2 separate regions of the Arachis hypogaea genome follow, and region 2 is linked to region 1. The links are chromatin contacts, called in public Hi-C maps. All regions are on one chromosome and are shown on one strand. Each heading gives the region's core, a stretch centred on a gene start, on an enhancer-like site or on the middle of the called end of the contact. The rest is flanking DNA. Distances are from core to core; before and after follow the strand shown. Region 1 has its middle 18 kb from the start of LOC112795969. Region 2 holds the start of LOC112795971 (mitochondrial pyruvate carrier 4).

Region 1 (4,498 bases), core at 1,540-4,039:
ATCAGAAAATGGAAGAAAAACACCCAAACGGGTAATCATGCTTTCATACATATAGAAAAAATGAGGAGCCTCCTCAGTATCCCTCCCAAAACTAACCCGATCTTCCAGACCCGGGACCACCAATTCATACTTCGGCTCATCCTCCTCAGAAGTACAAATATGGTGATGAGTGCGAAGGTTGGTGATGAACTCGGCATCGACCAAGGGTTCCTCAGCCAAGACCGTAACATCAACCCACTGAGCAAGAACTTCTACAGAAGACATTTTTTCCCTAGGGTACGATGTAAACCTACAAAGGGAAAAGAAAAAAGAATAAAAAATGAGAGTCCCTAAGGGGCATGAAATCTAAACAACCTACGACGTCACCCTCTCCCTCTCCAAAGAAAATAAAAGGCATGCAGAAGCACTTAATAAAAGGGGAAGAAAGAACCAACCTTTGCCTGAAAAGAAGTAGAGGAAGATGAAAGTCTTCAACGAAGAGTACCCCACGAACAGATACGAAAGTATTCCACGAACAGATGAAAGGAAATTTTTTTTGAAAAATCGAAGAAACGAAACAACGAAGGAAGAGGGAAGCATTTATAAGCACGTTAGGGGTATAAGGGTAAAAATGGAAGCGGTCATTAATGAATGCACCGTTACCAAGGTAATTAATACCTACGCACACCCCTAACGGACGCGACGTTTGATTAGATGTAACTGTAAAAATCAAAAGTCACGGAAATTCACGTCGGTTGCAGACGAATCACGTCGGTTCCCTCACAAGTCGGTTACGACCCCGAGTAGAATACTCGAATCCAAATCTTAAAGGAAATTGGGCTCGAGTAGGGGCACTGTTCATACCCTGCTCCAACGATAAGGGCCAGGTCCCAACAAAAGGCCCAACCCAAAAAGGTTGAGCTTTGCCTTGTACCGACCTCCTCCCTATGAAGTCGGTTCCTATCACGACTAACTCTAAAGAAGTCGGGAACGAAGATTAGCTGGCAGATAATCACTCATTCAAATGAGTAACTGCCCCTAAAATCTCTCTACCCACTTCTAGAAGCCATATCTCAACCTCCCTAAGATAAAGGAATGGTTATCTACCTTACAAGGTGGAACTACTTCAGCGGTGGTTATTGGTTCACCACTATAAATACCCTGATACCCCTCAGGTATCTCCAAGTCCCAATACTCTCTAGACCTGCTTATACCCTTGCTGACTTAGGCATCGGAGTGTCTTTGCAGGTACCACCCCCCATTCTTTCACATACACAACTCGGAGGCGGCTCCCAAACGTAAACCAAGTCGGAGACCACACTCCTCCAACGCGTGGGCCTCACAAATAAGCTCAACCACCGTCCGGTTCTAGATAAGCCCCGGAACACTATCTATTTTTGTATAAATACATTTGAAGTTTAACTCATAAAAATATTATTTGTATATTAAAATTAACCATCATATATTTGTATGTAAATACATGTGTTGTTTAACTCATTTTTAATGTATATTTTATATTTTAATATGTATTCTATCTTAATAACCAATTTTAATATACATTTAACATAATTATTTTTTAAAAATAATTATATTTTCTTATTTATTACTTAATTATCTCGCTAATAGTATCAATACTTTTAAAAATAGTTTAAGTAAAAAATTATTTTTTTAAGTTGATAGTAACTAATTTTTTAATTATAAATTTTAACTCTAAATGTATGTTAAATATTAAACCATAAAATCTAAAAGAATGAAGGTAAAAGAAATAATTTTACCATAAAAATTATCTAAAATTAATTAAAACTAATTTTCTAAGCTTTCTGTTTTAAAAAAAGCAATATATATATATATATATATATATAATATTATCAATAAATAATAAATTTATTTTATTTATTAAAAAATTTGTTGTGACTTAAAATAATTGTGTGTAATATTTTTCTTATGAACTTATTGATGTATTGCATGTTTGATGTGAGATTGTGAGGTGTTTTAATGTGTTATGTTTGGTATATTTTAAATTGTATTTGTTGTGACTGAAAACACATGTAAATATTGGTCCATCTTTGATGATAATATAAAAAGAAATAAATTACAAATCTTTTGTTTTTCTTTCGCTTAGAGTCGAGTTTGTACGAATAACTTAAAAAAATAATAATCTCAATATTAGATAGGTTTGTCAAATGAGTTAGTCTAGCACATTTAAGTCTAATTCGTTTAAGTTCGTGGATTAAATAAGTTGGTTTGTTTAAGCTTATTTTATTGGTATGATATAATTTTTTAATTTAGACTGTTTATGGTTAGTTTGATGGATTAAATAAATTGGTCTGTTCATTTTTTTATTTTATTTTTTAAAAAATATTTTAACAAAAAATATTATTTTTAGGTAAAAAAAATTTAAATAAATAATTTTTTTTTAGTTATTAAATCGAATTTTTGAATCGGATAAAAAAAAATATCAACTAAAAGTATTTTTTTTAATAAAAGTATTAAAAAAATAAATGGCCCATTTTCTTGCCCGCGGATTATGTCATTTAATCTGTCATTTTTTTAGATTAATCAAACTTAATTCGTATAGTTTAAAATTTAAATGAATTTAATTTTAGAAAAAAATTTACCTATTTAAATAGATAAAACAAATTACTCCGATGAATTTAGTCCATTGTAATGTCCTAGTTCGTTAGACATATCGGCATCTTAAATATTCATAAATAGTATTGGATATTTTTGTGGTATGAGGTATGTATGTTATGTGATATAGTACGAATATCATTTAATACTTAGTAGTGAACATGTAATATTGCTTGTGCTGGGCCATACTTTAAAATTCCCACAGTCCTACTAGCCACTATAATAATACGCTATGGAGATATCCATCCCCCATTACTCTTTTTCTTAATACTTCAATCCATTACCTAAATATATAAAAGATAAAATGTGTCTCAAGATTGAATTATGATATGATATTTGTTGTGGATAAATTATTGAATAGCTGCTTGTTTTTGTTTACATTTTAGCTTATTAAGAAAATTAAATATCTTATGATATTATTATTATTATTATTTGATTTATTTACGTGGAGTAGTGAAATTTTCAATTAACTACTCTTAATCTTTATTTTTCTTTATATATATGATTTTGCTTCATTAAAATGTTTGACATAAAAAATTATTAAAAACCTAAAAGTTAAATTTTTTAAAATATTTATGATACATTCATTGAAGATTTTTGTTTAAATTGAATGTATCAGTATCCTTATTAATATATCCATGCATTAATTTTATTAATTTCATTGTAATTACAGATGAAAATAGGTGAGGTGAGGTCAGATTTTTATTATTAAAACATTATATATTTATTAAATTTAAATTTTTTAAATTATGGATTTTTAATTTAGAAAATAAAGTGTAATTTTTATTTTTGAATATTTTTTTTCTTATATTTTTTTATCCCATTTATGAAATAAATAGTAAAAAGTTATATTTTATTTTCTAAAATAAAATCCAAAATTTAAAAGATCTAAATCTATTTCTGCTATAGTTATTCAGTCTAAATTTGATTTATAATATATTCAAGGTTTTTTTTAATGCATAAAACTAACTTTTTCAAAAGTCTATTTTAAACTGGTTAACGAATCTGTTAACAAATAAAAATTTAAATGGCCTAAGATCTAATAAAATGCAAACAATTTGTTTCTTATATTTAATAAAAATCTTTGAGATAAATGATATATAATATAATTTTTAATTTAAAGGTTTAGAATTCAAACTTTACATATAACATTTTAGAAAAAAATATGTATAAATAATAATAATTTTAAATAGGCCTAAGTTGACCTAGCTGTAATGGAAGATGACTGATAAGAATTTATTTGGTCCTAAATTTTTGCGATAATCAATTTGGCCTTTTAAGTCTTAAATATTTTCAGCTTAATTTCAAATTTTTATAATGGTCTTTTAATTTTGAAACATTTTAAGTTTAATTTCTAATATTTATAATCATAAGTTAAGTATTGGTTCTTTTATCACCAATTTAATTAATATAATATTTATATGACTAGTTATATATAACTGTTATTGTGACAATTTTCAAGTTAGCTTACATAACATTAAGAGTAGGAGAGGCAATGCAATTTGATCTTTTAACTATATATACATACAATTATTTTGTTAAATACATTGATAACAAAATAACTAATTTGATTCATGAGTATAAAGTTAAGGGATCAAATATATTTAATTTATGAATTAAATTAATTATTGGATAACATTAAAAGTCAAGAGTTAATAAAGTAATTTCTCGTGAAAATGATTTCTCATGAGAATGAGATATGCACATGATTTTGTTGTTGCTTCATCGTTAAGGTTGAGTTTGACTGTGTAGCCATGCCAACACTACCTCATCAGCTAGAAGGTGAATGGTAGGAAGAAGAATGAGTCAGAAGTCATCATTTTAATTTGCATCGTCGTTCATTCATGACCCATCCGTCAAGACAAAATAACACTCATCGCTCAATCTA
Region 2 (4,628 bases), core at 1,920-4,419, 34 kb before region 1:
ATTAGAATTTCGTTCTTATTTCAATTTCTGTCTCCTACTTTATACCAAATACAATACTAAGACATATTTCAGTCTTTGTCTCTCAGTCTCAATCTCTCAATCTTTGTCTCTCTTCCAAACACTGCTTTAGAGATCATGATATAATAATCAGGTATACCCTAGAATAGAAGGCTGCAAATTCTTAAGCTATCTATGAAATCACATAACTATCAAGTATAAAAGCGATGATGGGAAGGGAACCGGAAAACCGGTTCACTTTGAAAAATTAACTACACAGGCAAGGCTAGCAAAAAGAAATATCAAGGGGCTCATTCGGGACTTGTGACATTCATTTCACTACTTGTGTAAAATCCCTTATTCTACAATATTCAAATAAAAGAGAAAATACACAATAGAGGATGATCCAACAGTTCTTGCCCTGCCAAAGTACAAATGAAATTACTAGTTCAAAACCAAGAATTCAATTGTGTGTGGAAATTACAAACAGGCCATCCCCCTCCATAGACACGGTAACTTGGGATTTTCAAATGTTTTCGTCATCATTCTTTTGCAACAGCTGCCTCAGAGGAATAGTCATGCCTGGAAAGTAGTACAAGTTAATATATATGTATGATGGGCAAGGATGTTCACTGCTGATTATAATAACCATTGGCAAAACATAGCAAAAAATAGCATAACGAACACCTTACGGATTCTAAAGAAAATTATAATAACTATTGCCAAAAAACAATGGCCAAGTTTCATGAAGTTCCCACCACTTTGGGGTATTAACTCACCGCAATTTACGTGAGAGTTGGTACATGCCAGTTGCTGCCATTGCAAGATTTACACTGAATAGGTTCCAATTTTTCTGCATCATAAGAAATAATTACCATAAATGCATCTGGATCATGCAAAATGTATTCTACATTAACCAAAAAGAAAAACTATAATCTTGATAATAAACAGGAAGTGATATACAAAGTAGTTTACATGTCTCTTATGGCTATTTTCATTACTAGTATACAAATCTTGTATGCTCACACACAAGGAGACGTGAAGGAAGCAACTTGGTTTGCAGAAAAAATATGCAAGGATAACAAATGTAGGGACAAAAGATGAGATACCAAATTCTATAGGGAAAAAATGAATACATCAGAGTGAGAAGGCTGTAGTATATACATCATGATCTAATGATTTAATTAATTATTTGATGAAAAACAGGAATTTTATGTTCTCCTAAATTGCACATTAGAAGTTAGAACTACCATGGGCATATCCTAATTGATGTTATAGAACGATTTAAGTCAAATTTGTATGTCATGCTCTTGCAACATTCAAAGAGAGGTATGCAACTGCAAAGCAGAATATAGCCAACTGATAACATTTTGCTTGAAAAAAGAAGATCCATGTAGTAGGCCACAAATACATGTTGAAGCAATCCTTCTTTTGAGGGGGAAAAAAGAAGCTTACTGGAGTGATAACAGTGCTGTAACGTGACCAGATAACTCCAGTAGCAGTAACAGCTGGGGAAGATAACAGGAATCAGCACAGATATAAATAAAATCTAATGCATGGTAATGTATCTGCAAAAGCTGATTGCTGAACAAGAAAAAAAAAAAAAGAAAGAAAAATGGATATGATTACTCATAATTCTGTATAAATCTTAAACTTCTGCATGTTTGTGCCTTCTAGGGAATTCAGACATGCATGCAGCATGCTGCATATTTATGTCCATAATATATAACAGTAAATGATATTGTAAATATGTATCCCTTACCTATTTGCTGAGGATAGGAAATTTTCTCAGGTGGTTTTGCAAAATCGGCAATATTGGCAATGCTGATACCCCACTTAAATGTTGGTGCCCAGAAGTGAACTGCATAATAAGTGAAACGAGTTTTTTAAGCATTGCAAAGGGTAGCCAATTTTCATTTTAACGCTCAATAGCAACAGTGGTTCAATGCAACCAAATGAGAGATAACAAGGTGGAAGAGCAGAAAGAATGACTTTCTACTGAAAATTATAATCCCTTTGGTGCTCTTTGTGAGTGATCTTTAAATTTCACTACAAGAACAGCAAGCCACCTCTGATCATATTATTTTAACCAATTCATGAATACACAGACGAATGTTGATCAATAAATTACAATACATTTTATCTCAATGGCTAAAGATCTGAATCTATCTATCCTCGGGTAGATTAGGAACATCCAGGTCACAACATTTGCATAAAAGTATAACATGAATAAATCTAAAATTAACTTGTTTCTCCATAATGCCTCATTATGCTACCTTCATCTGTCAAATCCCCAACAATTTTCTTCTACTTTTCTTCGCTTAACCACCAATTTCATGATGTAATAGAACTCCCAAGGAATGAAAACTTGAAATTCATCGCATTCAATTAGATTTGGACAAAATACCCAAAAATAAAAAAGGCTGAAGTAAACTGAAATGGAACCTAAACAAATAAAATAAACGAATCCCAGCAATTCGAAAAATATATCCCCAAAAAAGGATTAATTTAAGACTATTGACCGTGAACACTTAGACATAATGTTTACCCTCTCAATAAAATAAAATAAAAGGTAAAAAATTGATCATAAAAATCTGCGAGTCCATTTGACCTTCCAATAAATCAGGAATTTTCAGCTAGTCATATCCTATAGCTTCAAGAATAAAAATTGGAAACAGATTGCGATTTAGAAGTTTATGTGCTATGGAATGAAGATTCGAAGAACCGAATCGAATAGAAAACTCATCGATAGACGAAAATAAACAAGACTAAAAGAAAGTATAGAAAAAAAATACCGAGTACGAAAGGAAGAACGAATGAGGTAACTCACTAGTTTTGGGACCAGCTGGGTGATTCCATAGAGCTTGAAGCTTTGAAGACGCCATGATTTTTCTTCTTCTTCGCTTTCGATTTTGCGAAATGGGGTTCACTTTCTGCGACCAAAGGAAACTATATAGTAGGCTCGAACAACAGCGGAGAGGGATCCACTTCGCAGCGCCATTCAATCATATCCTGACACGTGGCTTTAACATGGTTAAAAGTATATGCTTCATTGCTGACGCTGAGCTAAGTTTGGTTTGGGGCAAATTGGTAAATTCATCTGCAGAGTGCAGAGGGCAGTAACACTCGCGGCGTTACGGGAAAATCTCAGCGATTTTTGTTGCATGTGTTTTGGTGTTTGGCTGCATTCGATTTTGGATTTATTTAAGTGTCTCCGTTATTTATTGCGTAAGTAGCTTAACAACCTAGGTAATTGCATATGGAGACTAACACTTTGTTTGGACGTTGACAAAGAAAATACGAGAAAACAAAATCAAAGAAAAAGTTTAATTATTCGTGTATTATTTAAATAAATAGAAAATAAATAAAAAGAAGATAGAGAAAAAAAATTACAATAGTATAAATTTATATTAATATCTTTATCATAAAATAAAGTATAAATATTTTTATTTATTGACATTTTATTACATTTTATAAATATTATAAAATATTATAATTTTATATATTATTTAAATTATTTATTTAATACATATAATGTTTAAATATAAATCTTTATTATAATAATATATTAAAACTAAATTTATATTAATAATTGTTAATAATAATATAATTAAGGGTAGTATTTATATTATGGTTTCACATATTGAAAATCAAAATAAGTATTTGGAGTTACTGACAGTTATTTAGAGAACTACTTTCAACTATATTAAAAATAATGTCCGTCAGAAATTCCAACAATAGAAACGAGTCCTATTTTCTCCTAGTGGTAGAAAGATTTTGATAAAGACAGTGGCTACAATAGTTCCTATTTATACTCTGAGCTGTTTTTGATTGTTGAATACTTTCTAGAGGAATTGCAGCGCACTATTTTACAGTTTTGGTGGGGACAAAAAAATAGAAAGCGAAAGATGCAATGAGTAAGTTAGCAAATTACATGTAGATCCAGAAATCAAGGAGGACTAAATTTCAATGACCTAAAGGCTTTCAACCTTGCAATGCTTGCAAAACAAGGTTAGATGATACTTACTAAATCGAATTCACTGCTTAATAAAGTCTACAGGAACAAATATGAGCTCAATAACAACTTACTCAAAGACAAAGACTGCGGCTACTTTAGCCTCAGTATGTTCCTACAGTGACGATAGGAGAATCCCCAGTGGTAAGAAATTCAAATAGAATCCAAGGGAATAGACTTCTTTGCTGGCGAACTTCTCAGAAGAAGCTGGGCCTGTAGGATGTAAAAAAGAAACTAATTGGTACCTAGATAGCGCCTCCTAACACGGGAAAGAAAAAGCTGCTGGGTTACAAACAAAAAATACTTATTAAAAAAAAACCAGATTCCGTAGACTCGAACGCGACCAATTAACAACACCCCCATTATAGTCTTAAGATTTGGAACATTACAACCATATTGCCGATAGCGCTCTTTTCGTTTTTCATCCCATCATCTGGTAACCGCCGAATGATCCACAAAAAAGGGGGCAGAAATCAAACCTAGCTTCTGTATCCCCCTAATGGTTTAGGTAAGCAAGCTTCCATAGCTTTCTGCGCCTCAACGGCGCCTTTCCTTTCGATCATTCAACTAGGTGTGATATACCAAATTTCAATTCTGAAAATATCTTTCTAGAAGA

What was found. Hi-C and Micro-C count contacts between places; a contact is called where the count stands out from the background.
Region 2: a contact with region 1 is called in a Hi-C map of leaf, with 2.6 times the contacts expected there. The contact joins the promoter of LOC112795971 here to the enhancer-like site in region 1. A contact is called at or near these places in 2 of 8 Hi-C or Micro-C datasets (leaf and an unstated tissue).

What each region holds. Positions count from the first base shown.
Region 1 is chr4:5,598,587-5,603,084 of arahy.Tifrunner.gnm2.J5K5, reverse strand. No RefSeq gene overlaps it. Among protein-coding and RNA genes, the nearest start is that of LOC112795969, 18 kb to the left of the region's middle. Within about 2 kb of position 2,789, at least 1 of the 3 cell types and tissues checked has open chromatin away from gene starts, as enhancers often do.
Region 2 is chr4:5,632,340-5,636,967 of arahy.Tifrunner.gnm2.J5K5, reverse strand. It overlaps LOC112795971 (mitochondrial pyruvate carrier 4), which reads right to left and starts at 3,169. Exons shown (of 5, transcript XM_025838199.3): 1 at 2,828-3,169; 2 at 1,760-1,858; 3 at 1,453-1,505; 4 at 777-850; 5 at 294-579. The coding sequence starts at 2,882. The coding sequence ends at 540.